Linked DNA regions of Anas platyrhynchos: all the other regions are linked to region 3. A link is a contact called in public Hi-C data. All regions are on one chromosome and are shown on one strand. Each heading gives the region's core, a stretch centred on a gene start, on an enhancer-like site or on the middle of the called end of the contact. The rest is flanking DNA. Distances are from core to core; before and after follow the strand shown. Region 1 overlaps FARP1 (FERM, ARH/RhoGEF and pleckstrin domain protein 1). Region 2 holds the start of FARP1 (FERM, ARH/RhoGEF and pleckstrin domain protein 1). Region 3 overlaps FARP1 (FERM, ARH/RhoGEF and pleckstrin domain protein 1).

Region 1 (3,083 bases), core at 17-2,516, 94 kb before region 3:
AATCTAGAGGCTGTATATAGAAACAAACAGGGCAGGAGGGTCAGTACCCCCAGAAAAACTCTCCAGGCAATGGTGCGTAACACCAAACATGTCAGGAATATGTCTGGGCAAAGGGAACGACCATGGTGGAGATTCCTGCTGGTGAGGAGGTCTTGCAGAGAGCCGTGAAGCTTGGTGCAGCATTATTTCCATTCCTTCCTAGGGTTTGTTTGAATAATACCAGGATCATAAGCTGCTGAAATTGGAAACATGAGAGGAATTTCAGGGGCTGAAAAAAAAAACGGGACGGACAAATATATCTTGACATTAACTTCAAAAGGTCTGTAATGCAGAGGAAGTTGTTAAGGCTGATTTTGAATATATGTTTAGTAGAAAAGGGGAAGAGTTAGTGTTGAAAGCACAGGAGCATGGAACAAGGTAACTACTGACCTGCTAAGTGGCCCGAGGGAAAAACTGGCCTGTTCTTCATTTTGTAAGGGCTTTCAAATATCTTCTGGTTGGAATAAACAGATGACCGTACTAATGAAGTCTGTTTTTCCTAAATCTGTTTAGGATTGGAAGTGCCTGGGGATCCCGTAGCTGAAACAGCGTGATTCTGGGTGTTGATAGGAAAGTTCAGGTCACGACATTTAATAGCCAGTCTCTGTCCAGTTGGACTGGTTGGCTAAAAGTGGCCCTGGAATAATAAATTACCTGCTGTTGAATGATCTGGAGTCACGTATTCTGATCTCTTTTAGCACTGAGAAGTTCCAGCATAGTACCAGTGAAATGTTTGTGGGGACATGCCTCATTTTGCCTGTTCAGAAACAAAGCAGCAGTGCTTTTGCTTTATTATAGAATCATTAGGGTTGGGAAAGCCCTCCAAGATCACCTGGTTCAACCATCCCTCTACCACCAATGTCACCCACTAAGCCATGTCCCCAAGCACCACGTCCAACCTTTCCTTGAACACCCTCAGGGACAGTGACTCCACCACCTCCCTGGGCAACCCGTCCCAATGCCTGACTGCTCTTTCTGAGCAGAAATGTCTCCTCATTGCCAACTTGAGCCTCCCCTGGAGCAACTTGAGGCCATTCCCTCTGGTCCTGTCACTAATTACTGAGAGCAGTGAGGTCTCCCCTGAGCCTCCTCTTCTCCAGACCAAACACCCCCAGCTCCCTCAGCCGCTCCTCACAGGCCTTGTGCTCCAGGCCCTTCACCAGCTCCATGGCCCTGCTCTGGACACACTCCAGGGCCTCAATGTCCTTAGTTTCAGAATTAGTGATAACTCAGGGACATGTAGAGAGAGAGAGAGAGGAGGTACTGAGAGCTAGACTAGAGATGTAGTCCTAGATGCTTCTACGGTTTTGCAGAAATGTGTCGATGAGGCAGAGCGTTGTGGTAACTCAGTGTTAGCACAAGAGGCAGAGCGGCAGCTATGTGTTGGTGCTCTGGAAGAGTTGGCGATATAACTTGACTAGTTATCTCTATAACTAGATGCTGCTTTGAAGTCAAGGAGAGTCACTGGAGAAGTCGTCTGGGTGCCTGGATTGATATTTGTGGGGTAATCTCTGAGCTGAGACAACCGAGCTGCCCTCTGACAAGGGAGGGTTGGCCTCTTCACGCAACAGCATGAGGCACCTCAGTGTTTGGTGTTTAACAGGCTGCTTGGATGTACTTCAAATTGTGTTAAGAGTTAGGGCTACTGTTGTCTTCAGCTTAGGAAGAGGAAAATGTGGGCAACTGCTCCCATGTAAGCCTGTGGTAGGAACCAGCAGGAACCGAAGGTTCCTGAAGGTTTCTTTGTGATTGATCCCCAGCGTGTTTCAGGGGGAGGATTTTCCCTGTGTTTCAGCTCTTGCAGTTTCTCTCCAGAGAAAAAGCACACCACGGCTCCTAGTATTTTCTACGTTCTTGAGCCAAAAATGGGTGATACTGAGCAATAGGAATTTATTACTCCCTGGATGCACACTGAGTATTTCTGAATGAGACCCAAAGTTCACATGCTTTCTTTAGGGCACTTCAAGTGTGTTTTTAACAACAGATGAGAAATCTGTCGGGTTAGCTGCTAGGCACAAAATACAGTTGTATTTGTAATGTGGTGGTAAGGCTGTGCAAGTGGGGTTATATCTCACCGTATGAGTGGCAGCACAAATCTGTTAGTGCTTCATAAATCTCATAAAGAGGCCCTTCTGTTGTCATCTTCCAGGTTCATAGTTTGCCAGCCAGCCATTTTAGGAGATTCTTGGGAGGAGAGCTGCGTGAGTGGTAGGGGACATGAAGGCAGAACAAGCTTTAATGCTGTCTGTAGTGCCTTCCCTTGCTGATCAGCTTCTAAGTCCCTGCAGGAGAAGAATGGACTGTTTCTTCTTCCTCCTTCATCTTCCTCATCCCCTCCTGCTACTGCTTTTCAAAGGCTGTGCAGCTTCTCAAATGGCTTTCAGATTTGCCAGCACAGCACCGTAATTTAACTGGGCCGACTGAAGTGGGAGACGGGAGATCTTGTGTAACTTGGCTCTAATGAGGCTTTTGGTGCCAGGACATGAAACAGAAGTTAGTTAATTTTCTTGTTCAATGTCGGTGAAGTTTTTGGGTTAGCCACAGCTAATCCAAAGGAAGCAAACCTTTGTTTTGTGGCTTCAGCAGGTGCTGCTTATAGATGATTCCTCACAACCTGGGGAGATGAGCATGAAAAAAATGGGTTTCCCAGGGCTGCGCAATCTGCTGAAGATTCCTGGACCTGGAACATAAGATTTTGCCCCAATTATTCCAGCCAGAGATCTGGTTTAGCCCTGCATCCTACCTCTACCAGCAGCCAGTAGTAATGCTTGGGGGAAAAGTCTTAGTAAGACAGCAATCCCTCCCAGCTTTTGGCAGGCTCCAGTTCAAGGACTCAGAGCATGAAAGTCATGTCTGCACCTTTGTTTAAGAGCTCTTGACAGACTTTCCTTTCTAAATTCATCAATCACGCACTAATCTGTTTTAAATTTCTGCCTTCACAACATGCTGTGACAATGAGTTCTGCAAATAATTGTAGTGGGGGGAAAGTACCTCCTTCTCCTCTTGTTTAAAAACAAATTGCCTGCTAAACTTCATTTCATACT
Region 2 (3,175 bases), core at 154-2,653, 110 kb before region 3:
TATTTTACTGTTGCTTTTTGGAGCTCAGCAGTAAATGATCAGTAGCCGCAGGGCAACCTGCTACTTCTGTTTAGCAGGGAGAAAAGCTTCAAGGTCACTCAAACTTGGAAGGCACTGAAGATGACCTCACCCGTGTGATGTCGATTACAACAACTCTTTGTTAGGTGTGAGTGAGGCATCAGAGATTTGGAAGCCTACATAAAAAAGCACCAGGAAATTCTAAATATTACTACAGCTGACCCTTGTGGTACTGCTCTTACTGCAACAACACCTTCATGAGCGGTTAAAGCTGCTGACAAAGTATTTGGGAAAAAAAAAAATTATTAATTATGCCTGTGTTTTTAATCATGGATTTGTTAGAATTGCAGGTAGCCATTCCTCTTGGTCTTCTATTGACAGACCATGTGTTTTGTGTGGGAAAAAGTCTGGGGGAATATGACAGTAATTACTGCCTTATCATGTATTGGCAGCTAAGGGCAATTTCCAGCCTTTCAGCCAATAACCCATGTACTTTGCTGCGGTTTTGGGGCTGACCTAAGAAACGGAGATCTCTCGATCTCATGAGGTTGGCTGGCGTATTTTTACAGATACACCAAGGTATCTGTCGTGAGGTGTTTGTGCATAGAGGCATTGCTGTTGACAGCAGAGGAATCTGTCTTTGGGGGATTTGGCAAGGGCAAGGCTTGGAGGAGACAATATTTATGGTGTTCACGTATCTTTTGTCTTTACTGCAGCGATGAAAATATGCTATCCGGGGATAGCGGTTGGGCTCCTCAAATGGTCTACAGCTGCTGGGTGCTCAGGACGGTAACTTTATAAATACACAATTAGTTTATTGCTCCCTCCCGAGTCCGTGAGAGAACTTCTAAGGCCTGAAGCGTTTCCTCTGCAACACCCATTTGTGTTGACTACCCCCCAGTCATCTTCAGGAAAAAAAATACTGTGGAAAAGGCAGGAAAAGGCCAAAAAGGGAGACACATCCTAACGCTTTAAGAAACGGACAGTGGTGTTTTAAGAGCCGCTGTCTGCAGTCGGTTGTGTTGGTCCTGGGTGTATTTGGGAGCTCCTTTGCCACAGCTTTATTTCTTCTCTGAGGGAATGCATGTGCAGCGGCTCTGCAAGAGGCGTAGTCCCCATCCCCAGCCCTCGCCCGGAGTTCCCCTTGGCACACCCAGCCTTTATTTCTGTTGAATTTCAGGGCCGGGGAGAACCGAGGGGTCCCAGCCGGGCTCCCCTCACGCCGTGCCCGGCTCCCCTCATGCCGGCGGCGGGCCGGGCGGGCGGCCATGGCGAGGCGCCGCCGCCTCCCGCGGTCGCTGGAGGGGGCTCTCGGCCGCCTCCTGCCGCCGGCGGCTCCCCCTCCGGGCGGAGGCAGGCTTAGGGGAGGCGCGGCCGCCCTTCCCTTCCCTTCCCTTCCCCTTCCCTCTCCCCCCGGGCTGCAGGCGGCAGCAGGGGCTGCCCCCCGCCGCCTCGCCCCCTTTCAGCTGCGCTCCCCGGCGGGCGGCAGAGCCGGGCTCCCCCTGCACAGCCGGACATGGCGCCCCTGCTCCTGCGAGCCCCCCGCTGCCCTCCTTCTCCTCCTTCTCCTCCTCCTCCTCCTCCTCCCGCCGCCTTCTCCTCCTTCTCCTCCCCGCGGAGCTTTTAATGGCTCGGACCTCCGGCGAGCCGAGCGCCACTGCCCCCGCAGCAGCCTCAGCGAGGAGCCCCGGCAGCCCCCGCCCCGCACACGGTAAGGGCGAACAATGGCACCGGGAGCGGCGCCCCCGGCCCCGCCGCCCCTTCCCCGGCCGCTGACAGCGCCCCGAGGGCTCTGCTCAGCCCGGCTTAATCCCATTAAATCCCATTAGAGCGGCACAGGGGGCTTTTGTTCGCCCCCCCGGGCTGCCCAGGGGGGCACCCGTGGGTGCCGCGCCCGTCCCAGGGGGGTCCCCCCGTGGGGGGGGGGGGTCGCGAGTTCGTGTCCGGAGTGGGAGCTGGTGGGGTGTGGGCCTTGTCTTCGCTGCTTCTCTGTTTTATTTTAAAGCACACAAACTCTGCCGAGGTGGTTTTGTGGTTATTTTTATTTTATTGAAGTTGCTGGCGTGACATAAATGAAGCGGGCGGCGCGGGGCTCTGCGCGGGGTCCCCTCGGTGGCAGTGGCAGGACGATGTCCCCGCTGGGTGCTGTGCCTGCTCCCGGCGCTCTCCCAGCCACTTTGACTCTTGCTCCTTGTGTCGCTCGCAGCCCGTATTTACAGCGGGGCGGTTGACACTGGCGTCGAGCCAGCAGCAATACAACTCTTTGCTCGGTCCGCCTGAGCAGAGCCCCAGACCTGCTTCTGAATCAAGACCCCATTTTTTATTCCCATTTCTTTATTTTCCGTCCCCTCCGCTGGAGATCCGCGGTGTCTGGCTCGGGCTGGAGCTCTCCGAGAGCGGGGAATCCTCTTAGCCCCACCGCACGTGTGCTCCAAGGGCCGCCAGCGGGTGCACGCCGGGACGGGTAGTCCATGGGCCGGGATCCCCCGTGGCCTCCTGCCTCGCTAATCCACCGCTCTGGTGGCCGTGCTTCGGCTCCAGAGCCTCCTTTTCCCCTAAACAGCGAGGATGAGGGCTTGTACCTAACGCACCACTGCTATTCTTGCAAGTTTCGATGCTGGTAAGTCTGCCCAGACGCCTGGTTCGTTTTTTTCCCTGCAGACCGAAGCTCAAATCTAGCCGTGGAAGGGGCTGTTGGCAGCAGGGCCAGCTGTCGGCCTCGTGGGAAGGGGTTAGAAAGCTGGACTGCTCTGCTTGCCTTTTGCAAAGTCGTCAGGATGAGCAATTAAATCATTTTTTTCTCCTGCGCTCTGTTGTCTTGGCTGAGGCAAGTACACGAGGAGAGTGGGCAGCAGGCTCCACACGCCGTGACACGCGGCTTCAAAACGTCAAAAGTTGGTAAGAGACCGAATGTGGGACAGCAAAGCCTGACTTTTGCTTAATGGCTGGCTTTCAAATCAGAAATCTTTTTTTTCCCTCTTTTTTTTTCTTCCTCAAGTTGACACAGTTCATTAGTCATTGTGCAATCAGTGTCTTAAAACTTGGTACTTATGACCCGTTTTTTTTTTTTTTCTTTTTGAAAGAAGATTATGGGTGATGAATGACCAAAGGGGAAATGCTGCTTAAATGTGACGGTTTTAAAAAAAGAAAAGGAAAA
Region 3 (3,103 bases), core at 329-2,828:
GAGGATCCTTGTGGGTTCCTTTCAACTCAGGATCTTCTATGAAAACAAACAGACAGCTTAGTGAGAATCTGTCTTTTTCTGTTCTCCCCTCAACTCACATGCGTCCTATCTCGTCCTGGAAAAATCACAAGCAAAAAGTGTGCCAGAGCATAAAATCTTCCAGAGCAAGATCAATCTCACCCAAATTTAGTTGTTTGAACATCTGATTCCGGGGTCATGGGAAAGGCTCCCTCAAGTGGCAATGGAGTAAGAGAGGTGAATTGAATTCCCTTCTTGGCCACCAGCACAGCTTGGGGAGCTCTCTGCATGAGCCAAATCCCCAGCCCACAGTTCACCCAAAGAGAGAGCCATTGCTTTTAACGTGCTTGCTGCCTTAAGTAAAACTGTATGCAGGAACATTTGGAGTCACTGCTGGCAGTAGTTGTGAGGAGCAAAATGAGTTTTAAGAGTAATTAGTGGGAGCAGAAGAGAGCCTGTCATGCTTTTGGGGAAGAGGCGCGGTTGATGGGGCAAGTTCATGTCTGCACTGCCTTCAAGATGAATGGCTTTTTGCACATCAGCAAGCATGTGGTCTGTGGAATTTGTGAGTATTGGATCCACATGTGATGTCAGAGAGGTGACCTCAGCAGATCTTTTGATCTTTCAAGCTCTTAAAATCACTCGGTGTAAGGCTAACCCTAATAATAAATCTCTTGGCAAGGATGCACATCCAAATCTATTCAGCATCCCTCGAAAATAAATGTAAGCCCTTCCTCAGGTATTTGATTTAACATCAGGATATCCTGAATTAGCTGCTGGTGAGAGCAGCTTAATGGGGATGAACTACATTTTTTATTGGGAAATGTTTGTCTTTAGTAGCCCAGCGATTTTATTAATTCAGTTTCGGGAGACAGTTTAAAATATGCTGATGATGTCAGCTATGCATAATATCTTTGGTGTAGGCACTTATCTGGTTCCTAGCAGCACAGTAGACAAAATACCTCATGAATGTTAATGATAACAAGAAGTAAGCATACTACCAGGTTACAGATAGTGCAGTCCAGGGGGGAAATAAAGTAGCAGTGAGATGAAGGCCAAGTTTGTCTGCTCAGTTTTGGCTGGCCTGAGTTTTCCTCTGAAAGTACCCTGCTGCTGCAGAGGAAGTCCAGTGCAACTGGATGCTTAATTGTAGCTAAAAGGGGAGTGAACCTCAACCCAAATGAGGCTCTGAGGGGTCATGGGGGGAAACATAAGTCCTATTAAATAGCGTCTGCATCTCAACTGATCAGCACGTAACTGGAGATAAAGAACACCTCGTTGCAGGGCCGGGGAATCATGCTACGTTGTGCTCAAGGAGTGCATGCCCTGTGGAGGAAAAGCTGCTGACCATGATGATCATAACTCACCTTTTCCTGGCTTTAATAGGTTGCAGCCTGCTTACAGTTGTGATATGTTGGTTGTAATGAATTACCCAGGAGGCAAAGCCGATGCCATTCCTCTGGCCAAGACCTTGTTTGATATGTGGGAGTAGAAAAGGTGTCTCAAGCTGTTCAGCATAGTAATTTTAGCCCCCAATTTACTAAATATTTACAGTCTAGCAAAGCAAGAGCTGATAACAGCGGCTCCTTCGTGCCAGTCAGAGTTATGGCTCTCTCTGGTTTAGTCTTGTGATGTTCTTTGTCAAGCATTAGGAGACATTTTGATTAGAAACGAGGAAAAAGACACCCAAAAGTATGCAAGTATCGTAGAAATATCGCAGCTCAATGCCATTGTGGTGTTGTCTGTGTGCCGAAATTCTTTCCCTATGGCAATTTATCCTGAGTCTGATAGGGTAGCCTGGCTTCTCTGAGTAAATTGTGCTGAAGAAAGATCATTTCTGAAGTTGGCAGTGAGATAGCGTTTCAGTGGAAATGACCAAAGAGTGTGTGTGTGCTGACCCAGAACTTCACTTGAGGGTTGGGGTTCTCCTGGATGACCTACACACTTTCTAAATAGGTAAGGATGAAGGATGTGCTGAGTTTCATCTCCCTTTGCTTTCTGCTGAGGAAGTCTCAGCGCCCAGCTAAGGAAGGAGTGGGAAAAATCTGCTTTTATCTTGGCAACTTTCTGAAACATCTCTTCAGCTTCTTGTAGGAGCCAAAATTCCGTTTTTACTAGACCCGAACCTCTTTATGTTTTAGAGGTTTCTCCATTCTTTTTTTTTTTTTTTCTTTTTCAACTAAAAAACTGTAAAGAATACATTCCATGGAAAACTGTCCTTCAGTCAGATGTATCAGCTGTAGTTACTCTTGATTATGAAACTGGAGGAAGCGAGACCACCTCCCAGATGATTCAGATTTTTGGGTTGACTGATGCGTAGCCTGGAAGCTCCTTTTTTCCCTACTGTTGATTAGATAGGAGCCTAAGAAACTTACTCTTCCCCCTTAGGCACCTCAATTAAGTACTTAAAGTTAGGTGGGGTTGATCTAGATTTACCCTTAAAATAAAAATCAGAGGACGGAGAAGTTTATTTCTGACAATCCCTGGCAGATAACAATTCTGTGACAGTCTTAATTGCTGTACTCTAGTGGCATCCCCGAAATAATCACTTGTAGCATCCAATTAGGTTGTTGTGCTGTAAATAAAAGTCTCACTGTCGCACAGCCTAGGAATCTGGAAATTACATTAATATTAACAATGAATAAACATGTTTGTAAATACGGAATTAAAATGAGATGCGTGGCATCTTTAAGGGATTGTTTTTATCACTAAGGGGAAAAAAAAAATCACGGATTAGATAGGATCAAAACCTTTCCCAGTTACACGCATTCCCCTTAGGGCCAAATGAATTAAAACTCTGTTTCTGGAGGAACTCAACCTGGGACTGAAAACGTCTTCAAAATAGTGGTATTGTGCCAGCCTGCTGTTTGACTTCTGATAGCACATCCCCAAAGACTTCTCTTTGACGTACCCCGAACAGAGGATGCTTGTTTCCCACCAAGCCTGTTGTTCCTGATAAAGCTCATCCGTACCGGGGCGGTACCTAACACTGCACCGCCGTACTCTGGCCTTAAAAGCAGCTCGGTCACTCCTTTATAAATCTGCTGTGCCCAAAGATTTATTTTAAATGCTCTGCCCAGAGCCC

The links. A called contact is a pair of places that touch in the nucleus more often than the background predicts.
Region 1: a contact with region 3 is called in a Hi-C map of liver, with 2.2 times the contacts expected there. The contact joins two enhancer-like sites. A contact is called at or near these places in 2 of 8 Hi-C or Micro-C datasets (liver and small yellow follicle).
Region 2: a Hi-C map of F5 follicle shows a contact between it and region 3, with 3 times the contacts expected there. The contact joins the promoter of FARP1 here to the enhancer-like site in region 3. A contact is called at or near these places in 2 of 8 Hi-C or Micro-C datasets (F5 follicle and small yellow follicle).

The regions. Positions count from the first base shown.
Region 1 is chr1:152,803,779-152,806,861 of IASCAAS_PekinDuck_T2T, reverse strand. All of the region lies in intron 1 of FARP1 (FERM, ARH/RhoGEF and pleckstrin domain protein 1), which reads left to right. Among named protein-coding and RNA genes, the nearest start is that of FARP1, 19 kb to the left of the region's middle. Within about 2 kb of position 1,266, at least 1 of the 8 cell types and tissues checked has an H3K27ac peak or open chromatin away from gene starts, as enhancers often do.
Region 2 is chr1:152,822,388-152,825,562 of IASCAAS_PekinDuck_T2T, reverse strand. It overlaps FARP1 (FERM, ARH/RhoGEF and pleckstrin domain protein 1), which reads left to right and starts at 1,403. Exons shown (of 27, transcript XM_072032447.1): 1 at 1,403-1,729.
Region 3 is chr1:152,710,121-152,713,223 of IASCAAS_PekinDuck_T2T, reverse strand. The region is part of intron 2 of FARP1 (FERM, ARH/RhoGEF and pleckstrin domain protein 1); the gene reads left to right. Among named protein-coding and RNA genes, the nearest start is that of FARP1, 110 kb to the left of the region's middle. Within about 2 kb of position 1,578, at least 4 of the 8 cell types and tissues checked have an H3K27ac peak or open chromatin away from gene starts, as enhancers often do. A contact at or near this core is called in F5 follicle and small yellow follicle, where this site is marked.